2 separate regions of the Gossypium hirsutum genome follow, and region 1 is linked to region 2. Evidence: chromatin contacts called from public Hi-C data. All regions are on one chromosome and are shown on one strand. The core of a region is the stretch at or near the end of the contact, and the rest is flanking DNA. Distances in the headings are between cores, read along the strand shown. Region 1 holds the start of LOC121228615 (small nucleolar RNA R71). Region 2 holds the start of LOC107948599 (ACT domain-containing protein ACR10).

Region 1 (6,613 bases), core at 3,904-6,403, 35 kb before region 2:
AAAAGGTAAGTTAATATGCAATTTTTTTAAAAGCTCAAGAAATTTACCATATTGTTCTTTTATGTGGTCTTCCTTCAATGTTGCTGGATATGGAATTCGTGGCATGTATTCTCTAACCACCAACTTATGCTCTTCCTTTCCTCAACCCATTATTTTTTCAACAGTTTCTAAATTTATCTTCTATTTAAGCTGGACTAACCCTTCCATGCTTCGAACAGTGATTGCATGGATTGCTTCTTTGGGTTAGTTTCAATGTTATTAGGTAAGCTATCTTACTGTCTTTCCGAAACTAATTTAGCAAGCTGTCCAATTTGATTTTCAAGCCCTTGAATCAATGCTTACTGATCTTTCAAAGCTATCTAAGTGTTTTGAAATTGAGTTTTGGACACTGAAATAAATTTAGCTAATATCTCCTCAAGGTTTGGTTTCTTTTCTTGTTGATAAGGTTGCTGAAAACCCGGAGAAGGTTGTGACATTTGATTTCTTTGACCACCCTAAGAAAAACTTGGATGACTCCTCCATCTTGGATTATAATTATTGTTATGGGCGTTAATTTGAGGTCTAGAATTGTTACCCATAAATTTGACTTGCTCATGCTCCATGTTAGAACAGAAAGGTAAACATTCTAAATTACTCATTTCCGCTCCATTCGCATCGCATTGCACTATCGGATTCACCTACTTAGAAAAATTTAAACCATAAATTCTTTTACCAAGAGCTTCAACCTGATTTGCTAACATAGAAGCTACATCAATATTAAAAACACTGACTATTTTAATCAGTTTCGTTCTCATGACTTGTCATTGATAGTTATTTAATGACATCTCTTCAATATACTCTTGAGCTGCCTCAGGTGTCTTATTATTCAATGTACCGCTAGTTGTTGCATCAATTAGTTGCCTAGTCGAGGGATTCAATCCGTTGTGAAAGGTTTGAACTTGTAACCACAAAGGTAACTCATGATGGGGGCACCTTCTCAAAAGACCCTTAAATTTCTCCTATGCATCATATAATGTATCCAAATAAATTTGATCAAAAAAAGAGATGTCATTCCTTAACTTAGTTGTTTTAGCTGGTGGGAAGTACTTCAACAGAAACTTTTCAGTCATCTGATCTTAAGTCGTGATAGAAGCCCGTGGAAGTGAATTCAACCACTATTTTTCCTTCCTACTGAAAGAGATGGGAATAACCGTAAGTGTATGGCATCATCAGACACACCATTAATCTTGAATGTGTTGCAAACCTCTAGAAAGTTAGCCAAGTAAGCATTTAGATCTTCATCTTGCAACCCATCAAACTGGACATATTGTTGTACCATCTGAATTGTGTTCAGCTTTAGCTCAAAATTGTTTGTAACAATAGTCAGTCTGACAATACTCGATTCAACCCTAATCTTGGTAGGCTTAGCAAAATTTAACATAGTACGAAAAGCAGGAGGTGCAAGAGGCTGTTGATCATTTTGATTATTTTCCATCTCTATAGTAATATCATTTTCCTCTTGATCGTCTATTAAAATCTATTGATCTTGCTTTGCTTCTATAACCTCTGTACGATTTTTCCGAACATTCTTTTCAATTTCACTATCAAACACTAGCAGTTCTAATGGTTTCCTCTAGTCATAAACTAAAAGAACCTGTCAAAATCAAACAAACGAAAAAATTAGAATGAAAAATTAAAAACAAAAAATAAAAAAGGCTAAATTAATAGAAATAAAATTTTCCTAATATTTTAGTCCCTGACAATGATGCCAAAAACTTGATGCAATCATAAACCAACTAAGAATCTAAGGCAAGTGCACCTATCAATTAATAGTATAGCTACGATGAGCAAAGATATCATTTTCGCAAATACTAAAAGTACTAGTAATTACCGTCTTTCTATTATTTAACTGATAAATTCGAGTGATTAATTAAAACTAAAATGAACTAAATTAATTAACTACGAACGCAGAAAAGAACAAATCAAGAAAATAACCGATTAAAAACCAAAAAGCAAAATAATACTCAAGAAAGAATTCTCCTAGATTTTTTCTGTCACTATCAATCTAAATTACACAATTTCTTCACTTAGTATCTTGATCCGTAGAAATTTCTAAATTATGCTAATATCTCTCTTCAAGAATAAAAGCAACTGACTCTAGGATGATTAATTGAATATTCTATGACGGCTCACTCCTGTCTTCTTATTTTTGTCATATATAAGTCTCAGAATGCTCGAAAAATATTAAAAATCATGTTTCCATTGTTCAGAGTGCAACTCATGAAATCGGCACGGCTAGCCACATGGTCGTGTGACAGTCCGTGTGGAATGGTCCAGCCTATATGGCTTTTGTAACTCACTCCGATTTTCTGATTTTCGTTTGTTTTTCACTCATTTTGCTCCCAAATACTCTCCTAAGTATAGAAACATGAATTTAAATAATTTGGAGCATAAAATTCACCATCAACATTGAATAATCACCCAAAAACACAATAAGAATGAGATTAAAACATGTTAATTTTAACAACTATCATCCGCCAACACAAGATCTGCGAAGAGAATCCACTGATTGGTGGGTTCTCCACAACGACCATGCCAAGATGTATAGATCAGTAACCTATACTTCACCAAAAGAAGAACCTTCAACTAGGTCTTTACAAACTTACCTTATTAGCTAAACAATCTGCCAATCATGGCGTGACAACCAACACTAACTTAACTTGTCGGTTAGGGCGTAAATCAAATTTCTTTGGCTTATACTTTAGCCAACAATCGACCCACACAAACCACCAACTTGGAAAATACGCTGGATGGGGTGTTACAATACCCAACAAATATAGCATCAATAGTTTTAGGTCTGATAATGCTCTTTTTAAAAGCAGGCAAGCTTGCTTTTGCTAAGCACCCCCACACTTTCAAATATTACAAATTAGGGGCATAACTTTTCCATAATTCATATGGGGTATATTTTATTTTTTTATGAGGCACTTTATTAAGAATATGGTTTGCAGAAAGTACAGTATGCATACTATCAGGTAAACCAAAACTTAGGGGTAAAACATTCATAATTTCTTTTAGAGTTTTGTTTTCCTTTCAACTATTCCATTATGTTGTGGGAAATAGGGAGCAAAAAAACTCATAATATCGTCTATTTCAAAAACCTCTTTAAGAAAATTAATGTCATATTCACCACCTCTATCGGATCTAAGACATTTTATTCTCCTATCAAACTGGTTTTCTACTTCTGCTTTATAAAGAAGAAAACTTTTACCAGCTTCATCTTTTGATATTAGAATATAAACCTTTGTATATCTAGAGTAGTCATCCACAAAGGCTATATAGTAGCGTTTTCCACCTTTCCTCTCTGTGTTTTTAAAGTCTACTAGATCAGTATGAACTAACTCTAAAAGTTCAGTCTTCCTATCAAGAAGAGTTTTTAAGGAAGGTCTAGCACGCTTGGTTTTAACATAGATTTTGCATTTATTAAAGCTACTACTATCTAGATTAGGGAGCATATTTATTTTTATGAGTTTTTTTTACAGAATGAATATTCATGTGACCTAATTTAGCAAGTCACATATCAAGGGATTCAATAATATAAGCATAAGTGATGCCTTTATTATTATTAAGCATAGTCTTAATCACAAATAAACCTCCACTCAGATAACCTTTCCCAACATAATCTCCATTACGAGAAAGTAAAAAATTATTAGATTCAAAGACTAATTTAATGTCTACCTTATTTAGTAATTCACCGCTGATCAAATTTCTACGCAGGCAGATACATAAAAAACATTATTTAATGCTAATTTTTCTATAAAATGTTGTTGAGAGTGATAACTAGATAAAAGCTACTTATCACTTGATAAAGAACAAATTCAATTTATTTTATTTAATTACTTATCACTTAATAAATAATTATTTTATTTTATTTAATTTTATTTTACTATTATATTATCTTTTAAATATTGTACGTTTACTCTTTATCTATTATTCATTTTTTTGAATATTTTATTTAATCATTCTCATTTTTATTCAGTAAAATTTTGTGTGAACATCAATATTTGAATTTAAATATCAATATAATTTATTCCAAATATTTTATATGTATATTCAAAATGCTTTAGAATTTGTCTTTTAAAATATGCAACATGATCTCAAAAGCTCTTAGTCAAAAAAAATAAAATCAATTAAGCTATTAGAGAGAAAGTGCATCCAATTTGGTTTTCGATGACAAAAAAAAATCAATTAGGTTTTTTGGTTAATGGAAATTGTTAATTGATTTTACCATTAAGAGATGTTGACGTGATTAATGGAAGCAATTAAAAATTGACATGTGCCATGCCACATGGATAAGTATATTGTGTGGTGTCAATCAATAAAAAAACAGTTTAAAATTTATTTAAAAATTACTAAAATGAACATTTAGAATGAATCTAAACAAATGGAAGTTCAAGTACATATAAATATGGACATTCATTTATCTATATTCATTCTAAAGATGATTTAAAATACCATAAAATTTATTAAAAAATATAAAATTATTAGAAATTGAAAATAGCGAATTTATAAAAATTATTAAAAATACATCAAAATAATCAATTACGATAAAAAAAACACAATTATTAAGAAGTAAAATGAAACTTGGCACTTATATGTTATAAATATCAAATTAAGCATTAGTTTCATCCAATATTATCAAATTATTGCTCAACTTTTTAAAAGTTTTAATTGAAATTTTAAATATTAATATTATATCAATCAAGCCTTTCATTAGTTTAATCGACATTTTAGACATTAAATATCAATTCAAATATGACGTTAGCGTATGAATCAAATTATAAATATGCATATATCAATTATACAAGTATTAAAAAAATAATCTAGTACCAAAAAGAAAGAAAATGTCAATAAAATTCAAAACATGGAAAATTCAAACTATTTATTTCAATAAATAAACACTTGGATTTTATTTTAGGATAAGATTGGAATAAATTTGTGGGAGATGAGTGTGTAACACAAATGGTAATTCATTTAGTTTTGGTTTCATTTTGGGATTTATGGATGACAGCCCATCATTTTCAACCTATTTGTGAAGAGTTAAAGAGTTGAGACTTGTATTGGCTCCACTTGTTGGATGGGGGTTAATGTAGGTCCACATGCTTGGAAATTCACAACACTATTTTCACTTTGATTGGATTATCAAATGCATTGGACCCACAGTGAAATTGAGATAATTATTGTAAAGTGAAATTAAATAATACAATTATGATAAAGACATATGGTAAAAATTTAAATATCTAACATTTATAAAATTAGAAATAAATTAAAAATATTGTAACAAGATTTATGTCAAATTATGGATTTTTAATAAATAATTAAAAATTAAAAATAATGATAATAATATGTCAAATATTATTTTTATTTATTCTTGATACAGTTATTATTTTGTTTAAATGAAAAATAAAAGTTAAATGATAAAGATATATATTTTTTGGGGTATTAATAAAGATCTTTTCCATCTATATAAGGAACAATTTTTGTTATAAATGATAAAAGATTATTTAATATAATATCAACGCATTATTTTACTTAATCATTTATAAAAATATTTATTTATTATCATGAAAATACAAAAAACATTATTATAAAGAAACATTTTTAAAAATAGAATTTTATATGTAAATTTATGAAATTATCGCAAGTAGTTGAGGCAACTATTGTTTAACCCAAAGATTTGGGAGCATGGCGTCATTCACATCTCGAACGCAGAATTCACTTCCACTGGTTAGCCTGTCCCATTCTTTCCCTCTATCAAAGTGGCCGCCACTAACAGCAACCTTTATTCATTATTTATTTTTACTTTTGAAGCTAACTATTGAGTTCTTTAGTCCCCATTTGCATTCAATAATATAATTCCAATACAAAGATCATGCTTACACCCTTAGAGAAGAGGATCCACACTGGGTGGAGGACTGATGTCTTTCAACCAAAATTTACTCCAAGGATGATGTGCTAACTAAAAATGTTGATGCATCATTCGATTTTTCTAAAAGGGTGCATAAGTTAATAGAGGCAAGTATGACCCAGGTTTATTATCATTAAATTCTTTGAGATAAAAATTAGATTCAATTATTATGATCCATTTAGATTATCTATTAATATAAGTTATTTTCTCGTATTATGATCCAACCACATGATTCAACTTAATATTAGTTAAACATTAGATAATCAATAAGCTAATATTTTCTTTACATTTTGCTTTGCTTGTAAAAACCGTGAGAATATTATACAAAATGTATTAATGTAAAAAATAGAATTTTATTAAACCAATTTTTTTAAAAAATTACAAGTACATTTGACGATATTATTGCACTAATGGTATTAGACCCCAATATAGGCCACATTTCCTAAGCGTCAAACTATTCGGGCTAAGTCTAATTTGGACCAATCTCTTCATAAGGTGATGTAGGTAGATGAAATTTGTGACTTGAACATCATCTTTGTAATACCCCACACCCGTACCCTACGCCGAGACGGAATACGAGGCGTTACCTACCTTGAACACATGCATTCCTACGTTTCTAAATCATCAAGACCTGTTCAAATTTAAAACTTTGTCTAAACTTCTTCA
Region 2 (6,666 bases), core at 1,400-3,899:
TCGGAATAAATAAATAATAAAACTTAATAAATACAATATTAGGCTCGTATATAAAAAAATTAAGCTTGAAATTCAAACCCAATATGATTTAAACTCGACTAAAAAGCCCAAAACTTGTAATTTTTGTAATATTCCCATCTAGAAATTCTACTTGCGCAGACTTCACTAAAAGGGTTATAACTTGAGTTCTGAAACTCAAAATCAAGTACTTCAAAGTGTGTTTTGAAGCTAAGAGATAGCTCTTCAACTCTATTCAGACATCTAAGCCTATAGATAGCTAGATCTCATCCAAAAATTCGTCGCAATTTGACTAATCTTTTCAACTTGAAAATTGATAGTTTGGTTGAATTGACTTTAATAAATTTCACTTATTCCATGCATGTATCATTCCCCCTTTTCTCGAAAAGACCTCACCTATTGTCTTTGATCGAATCTAGGTATGATTTGCTTGGCTTTTGACATTGAAATTAGGCATTGAGACTCGCATCAATCCTCCTCGGTCATTTTGCCAACTCTCAATATTTACACATTGTGTAATTTTTTTTTTGCAAATTTACTTTTCTTTGTGACATTGAGGGTTAATTTTTAAAAAAAATGAAAAAATATAAAATTTATTGTTTTGGATTTTTGGGTGTTTCCATTTTTGTATATTTTCAATCAAATGTAGATGATAAATTTGTTTTTTTAGCTTTTTAGGCAAAAATGTCAAGAAAAAAAAAAGCAAAACTCCAAATATGACCAAATTACAATGTGTTTGTTTAGAATCAAGACTTAATTGACATAATGTATAAATGTTGAAGGTTAAAATTGTTATCATGCTAATTTTAAAAGCTCCCATGTTAGCCTATTGGTGACCAAAAAAGATAAAATTGAATTGTTGGTGACCATTTTGTAACTTTTCATTGTTGGGTGACTAAAAAAGAAATTTACTAATAGTTGGGTGATTACTAGCAAATTTTACCCTTATTTTATTTTTCAACTATAATAAAAGGAAATAACATTTTAATGATGTGTCAATTTTTTACTGGCCGAAAGTTTTTTTTAAAACGGGTATAACATACGGGCCAATATTAGTTACGAAATACAGTTTAGGTACCTAACTCAAACAAAAACCATAATTTGAGGGCCAAGTATTAAATTAAACCTATCCTAAAATTTATTTATGCTATTATTTATATAAACTTTAAAAATTTACAATTAGGATAAACTATTTATATATTTAAAAAATTAAAATTTCGAGAAAAATAAATCTTTAAAAAAATTGAATAAGTTTCCTATCCTATATTTAATGCCAACACAACAATACAAATTCATAATATATACATATAACCATATATACATTATGCACATTTAATTAGACACCTATCCATATAGTACTATATACTATAATTTAATTTATATTTATTATTTAAATCAAATATGTTTTTAATCTATATGCAAACTTATTTTAATATTATATTTTTAATAGTATTTTTTTTTACTTTTTACATTCATTATTACATTTTAGTCCAAACACATCTTGTACCCTTAATTTACTACAATAATTAATTTTAATGTCATCATTTTTGTAATTTCACCATTCATCCATAAGACATGTGATAAATTTTTTTTATCTATTTTTATTAAAATTAAGATTTAAAAAATAATTATGCTAAAATTTCTCAAGTAATTTGATATTTTCTCTCGATTACTATTTCAACCGTATTTACTTAATAATTCATTGCAAGTGAGTTTTGTCTGTTAATAAAAAAAGTTTTAACAAATAAAAAATATAAAAAAATATGTTAAAAGAGATGAAGAAAGAAAGAAAATAGAGAGAGAATTAGAAGAGAATAAAAAAAAAAGTTAAAAAAAAACATAAAAAATTATTAAATTGCATAAAATAAAAAAAAATATGGATATCAATTATATAATTTAATTTAAATTTTTTGTTTGTAATGAATATTTAATGTGTTATGTCAATTTACCGTTATATCATTAATTATAATTAATAATTTAATGACTAAAATATTATAATACATTAAAGTAAAAAATTAAAATGTAACCTAAAATAAATAAAATTAATTACTTTAATAGTTAAAGAAAAAGTTAAATCTAAAATAGGGAAGGAAAGGCAACATATATGAGTGGGATCCAAGATCTAAAATGGGAGAAGTTAAATATTGATTAATACAAGGAAGCCCGATGGACAGCCATCCAACAGGCAAAAGTTTCCCGAGGTCTCGGTCATAGAGCAATCCAAGGTCACGTGACCATTAAAACACAACTTAAGTAAAGGACACGTGATGGCGGCTGATGGCCTATGTGCGGTACAGGTGATTTACCATCGAGTGACGTAACATGCTAACTACCTTACCCAGTGAAAAAGGTAAATTAACATATATCGTCGTTTTATCGTGATATATTGAGTTTTTATTTCAAGAAATGCTAAAAATTATTTATTTATATGTTTGAAATTAACTGTTTAAAGGATCCAACTTATCAGATTAATGGTATTTATATCCTCAAATGTAATTTGAATTCGCTTCACATAATTGGTTAGAGATGAGGATGGAGTAGTTGCCGAGATTTTGAGACCAACGGTAAAAACGAGAAAAGAAAGAAAGAAAAATTGACTGCTAAACAACTCCTCCTCCTACAAGTGAACCACAAGCCAAGAAACGCAAAGCAGTAACTTTCCCTCTCTCTCTCTCTCTCTCTCTCTGCTTTGCTTTGCTTTGCTTTTTATGTTTTGTCTGTCTGTCTCTCCACAACGCTACTACTCAAACAAGCACTGCAACTTCTCATTGAACCAAAACCCAAAGAATATATCAAATCAATTCCTAATCAAAACCAACTTCTTCACTGTTTCTTCAACCATTCAAGTTATACTACTACTATGGGTATTCTACATGACGACGTTGTGATTATAAGGCCGTCGGAGAAAGAAGGAGACCCCTCTCTTATCACTGTTAACTGCCCTGATAAAACTGGTTTAGGCTCTGATTTATGCCGCATCTTGCTCTTTTTTGGTCTTAGCATTGTCCGAGGAGGTAATTCCAAATCCCCCCCTCCCCTTGTTCTTTTAAACCAAGCTTGCATGTTTTTCCCCACTTTTTCCATTACTTTTTTAAAAACTTGGTTTTGATTTTGGTTTTAATGATGAGCATTTGGGAAGTATATCAAAAGTTTGATCATTTGGACTTAAGTTTTGGTCACATGGTTTAGACTTCTTTATGATATATATATATGTTTTAAAAAAAAAGAAAGAAAATTAATTAATGATTATGTTGGGGGGATTTGTTTTGTGAAGATGTATCTACGGATGGGAAATGGTGTTATATAGTATTTTGGGTGGTTTGTAAGCCAGCGACAAGGTGGGAATTGTTGAAGAAAAGACTAGTTCAGGCTTGCCCTTCTTGCTCTTCTGCTTCTGGAATTTCTTATTACCGTTCTGAGTTGCAGTCTCCTAAGCCTCCTGATGTCTTTCTCATCAAGCTTTGTTGTGTTGATAGAAAAGGCCTTCTGCATGGTAATCACTTTTTCCTTTTTCAAGATTTTGAGCTCTAAAATGTGGTTAAAAACTTTGATCAGTGAATGAATTTTAGATGTTTTGGTTTGGCAGATGTGACACAAGTTCTCTCTAGTCTTGAACTCAATATACAGAAAGTGAAGGTATCAACAACTCCTGATGGAACAGTGGTGGACCTTTTCTTCATCACAGACACCAGGTTCAGTTTATGTGTTATGTTTGTTAGCCAGGATCAGTTGTTAAAAAACAGCATGTATTTGCCTTCTATTCAAACTACATATGTGTATGTCTAAATGATATTACTGCTCGTGGTAACCCTGATACGCTAAGGCCTCTTGCATCTCTACCTTGAGTCATATCCTTTGGTAATATTATGATTTTTTTTTTCAGGGAATTATTACATACAAAAAATAGGCAAGAGGAGACTTATAAAGCATTGGAAGATGTTATGCAGGAAGCTGTGATTAGCTTTAACATTGAAAAGGTTGGACCAGAAATTACGGCATGTTCTCAAGCATCTCCATATCTTCCGTCTGCAATAACTGATGATATTTTCAACTTAGAGATGTCCAATGACCTCCCAAGTGTATCACTTACTTCCAACAATGTTTGTGTCACGATGGACAACTCACTCAGTCTTGCTCACACGCTTGTTCAGATTGTTTGTCAAGATCATAAAGGTCTTTTATACGACATAACGCGAACTCTAAAGGATTACAACATTCAGGTAGATTGTTTTTCCAAATTTTATTGTCAATGTTCAGTATTATGATGTGCATCTGTCTATCATAATTGGCTTGAATCCTTTCCAAACTGCGGAAGCTCCGTTTTACTTTTTAAATTTTCAATTGGGAAGGGAATCGTGCTTAGCCTGAAAACTAGTTCCACCCTGTTAATGCCTCAGTTTCGTTATGTGACTAGATTTCATATGGACGCTTCTATATAAAACAAGGAAGAAAGTGTGAGATTGACTTGTTTATAATGCAATCCGATGGGAAGAAGATAGTTGATCCTAGCAAGCAAACTGCATTGTCGTCGCGTCTGAAAATGGAACTGCTCCAACCACTAAGAGTAACTGTAGTGAGCCGGGGTCCTGACACTGAGCTTCTAGTTGCAAATCCCGTAGAGTTATCAAGCAAGGGCCGGCCTCTTGTTTTTTATGACATTACCCTTGCTCTAAAGATGCTTAATACTTGCATCTTCTCGGTACTTCCTCAACTCTCTCCCTGATATGCTTTCTGTATTTTTGTTGCTTAAAAACTAGCTTGCTTCATTGGGAGTTTGAACTTAACACTGCATTAGAGTTGATATAATGTGGCTGTAAGTTTTACACATCTTTTCTGCAATATGTGCTTTTCTTGATTATTCCTCTTCGCTGTTCCTGTCTGTCCGAACATAAATCAATGCATTACTTTTGTTATACCACTTGATTCGGACAAAAAACTGATTTATTTGGAATCTAGTGTCTGTCCCTTTTTATTCTGGAAATTTGCATGGTTAACCTTTTCGAGTCTGCATATTTTTCAGGCAGAGATTGGGAGACACATGATCGGAGATCGAGAGTGGGAAGTTTACAGGATTCTACTAGATGAAGGGGCTAGTTCATCCATTCTGAGACGAAAGGTTGAGGAAGAAGTTTGGAAGCGCTTGATGGGTTGGGAATAACTATGATTGGTCACAACATTGCCCCCTCCACAATGGCCGTTGCTAGCGCAGCTGTACAGTATACTTTACCCTGCCACCACCATGTGGAGTCGGTGTAAATATGGATCACTTTTCTAGAACTTCGCACCTTACACGTCCAGCTTCTGAGGCTAACCTTGCAATATAGGAACCAGTTGGTAGGAAGTAGATAAAAGGAACAGTAAGTTGTTATGGCCATGTATACATGAATGTATCATAGAGGTAGATATCATGCATATATTGTTTGTGTAAAGTATCTTTGATTGTGGACCCTTTTCTGTGGGTCAGTTTGGTTTTAAATGAAAAGCAATCCAACCAAATTTCTAGTGTCATTTTTCATTTCCACATCATTTTGGTGCCAATCTTTATATCCAACACCCATCTCCGAGTCCGGGTTAGCATCGACTGTAGTAAAAAAAGGGATCATCAAGTGGTACAAAGATAGCAACACGATTAACATTGTGGTTCCTGGTCATTAATAATATTCCTTCTTTCTTTGTGGTTGTTGGGAACTTCTTTGCTCTTGGTTTGCGACTTATCCAACAAAACTAGATAAATTTATGATGTCACATCGGAAACAGCTATGAATTGATCTTTGTCTAATTCGATCACTTTCATGTTGCATGTGAAGACATATACACCATGATATTTTTTTTATAGCAGCAAATGAGAAGACCAAGAGTGTCATAGATTCCACCTTTTAAAAGTTCTCATAGTTCAGTGAAGGTGTTGTCTTTTCTGATGTTCAACTTTGGTTTGTCCTTAGCCGGTTTGGGGAAGGGAAAAAAAGAAACATGTGTTAACTGTAGTTGATATAATATCTATGGGATTTTGACAGGATATCTATCTATTAAACAAACTTGAAAGCTGATGTTCTTCTGTTTGTTACAGACAAACAAGACCATAAAACAAAAATCCTCTAGTTTCATGAACACATTTTTCTTCATTACAGATTCCAGCCCAGGAGAGGAACATGTTTCGCCAGTAGGGTCTGAAACATTGTTTGGCAAATCGAATGTTGGAACTTGATTGAAACTTAAAAGGTGTTGCCAGACATGGCTCTATTACGCATGATTTATGCCCCGAATCATTTTGTCCACCGACTGGACTACTTCCCCAATCCAATCAACAATCAGCCACCTTATTATTATTATTATTGTCTACAACTTAAATTCAATAACTAAAATAAGCTTTAAATTTATCTAAATAAATAACCCAAAATGATCCTACAAATTATAAAATCACCTGACCAAAAAATTATAACATTAAACAACAATAATGATGCTAAAAACCAGCCAAAAGATTTTAATGGAAAAGCAAGTAGCTATGAAGGTGGAGGGAAATGGGAAGGCAACCCATCAGCTGAGGAGGCTGTCTTGGGTTGGGTCATGAACAGAATCTGTGTGGATTAGATTTCTGGAGGTGTTTGTGGATGACAGTTTTGGATATTCACATCCATTGTAAGTTTCACT

What was found. Hi-C and Micro-C count contacts between places; a contact is called where the count stands out from the background.
Region 1: a Hi-C map of leaf shows a contact between it and region 2, with 1.7 times the contacts expected there. The contact joins the enhancer-like site here to the promoter of LOC107948599 in region 2. A contact is called at or near these places in 7 of 34 Hi-C or Micro-C datasets (fibers, hypocotyl, leaf and 1 more).

What each region holds. Positions count from the first base shown.
Region 1 is chrA04:65,257,566-65,264,178 of Gossypium_hirsutum_v2.1, reverse strand. LOC121228615 (small nucleolar RNA R71) reads left to right here and starts at 955; the gene lies at 955-1,061. Within about 2 kb of position 5,153, at least 2 of the 9 cell types and tissues checked have an H3K27ac peak or open chromatin away from gene starts, as enhancers often do. A contact at or near this core is called in hypocotyl and leaf, where this site is marked.
Region 2 is chrA04:65,219,529-65,226,194 of Gossypium_hirsutum_v2.1, reverse strand. It overlaps LOC107948599 (ACT domain-containing protein ACR10), which reads left to right and starts at 2,649. Exons shown (of 6, transcript XM_016883213.2): 1 at 2,649-3,032; 2 at 3,293-3,511; 3 at 3,605-3,710; 4 at 3,902-4,238; 5 at 4,433-4,717; 6 at 5,039-5,526. The coding sequence starts at 2,879. The coding sequence ends at 5,176.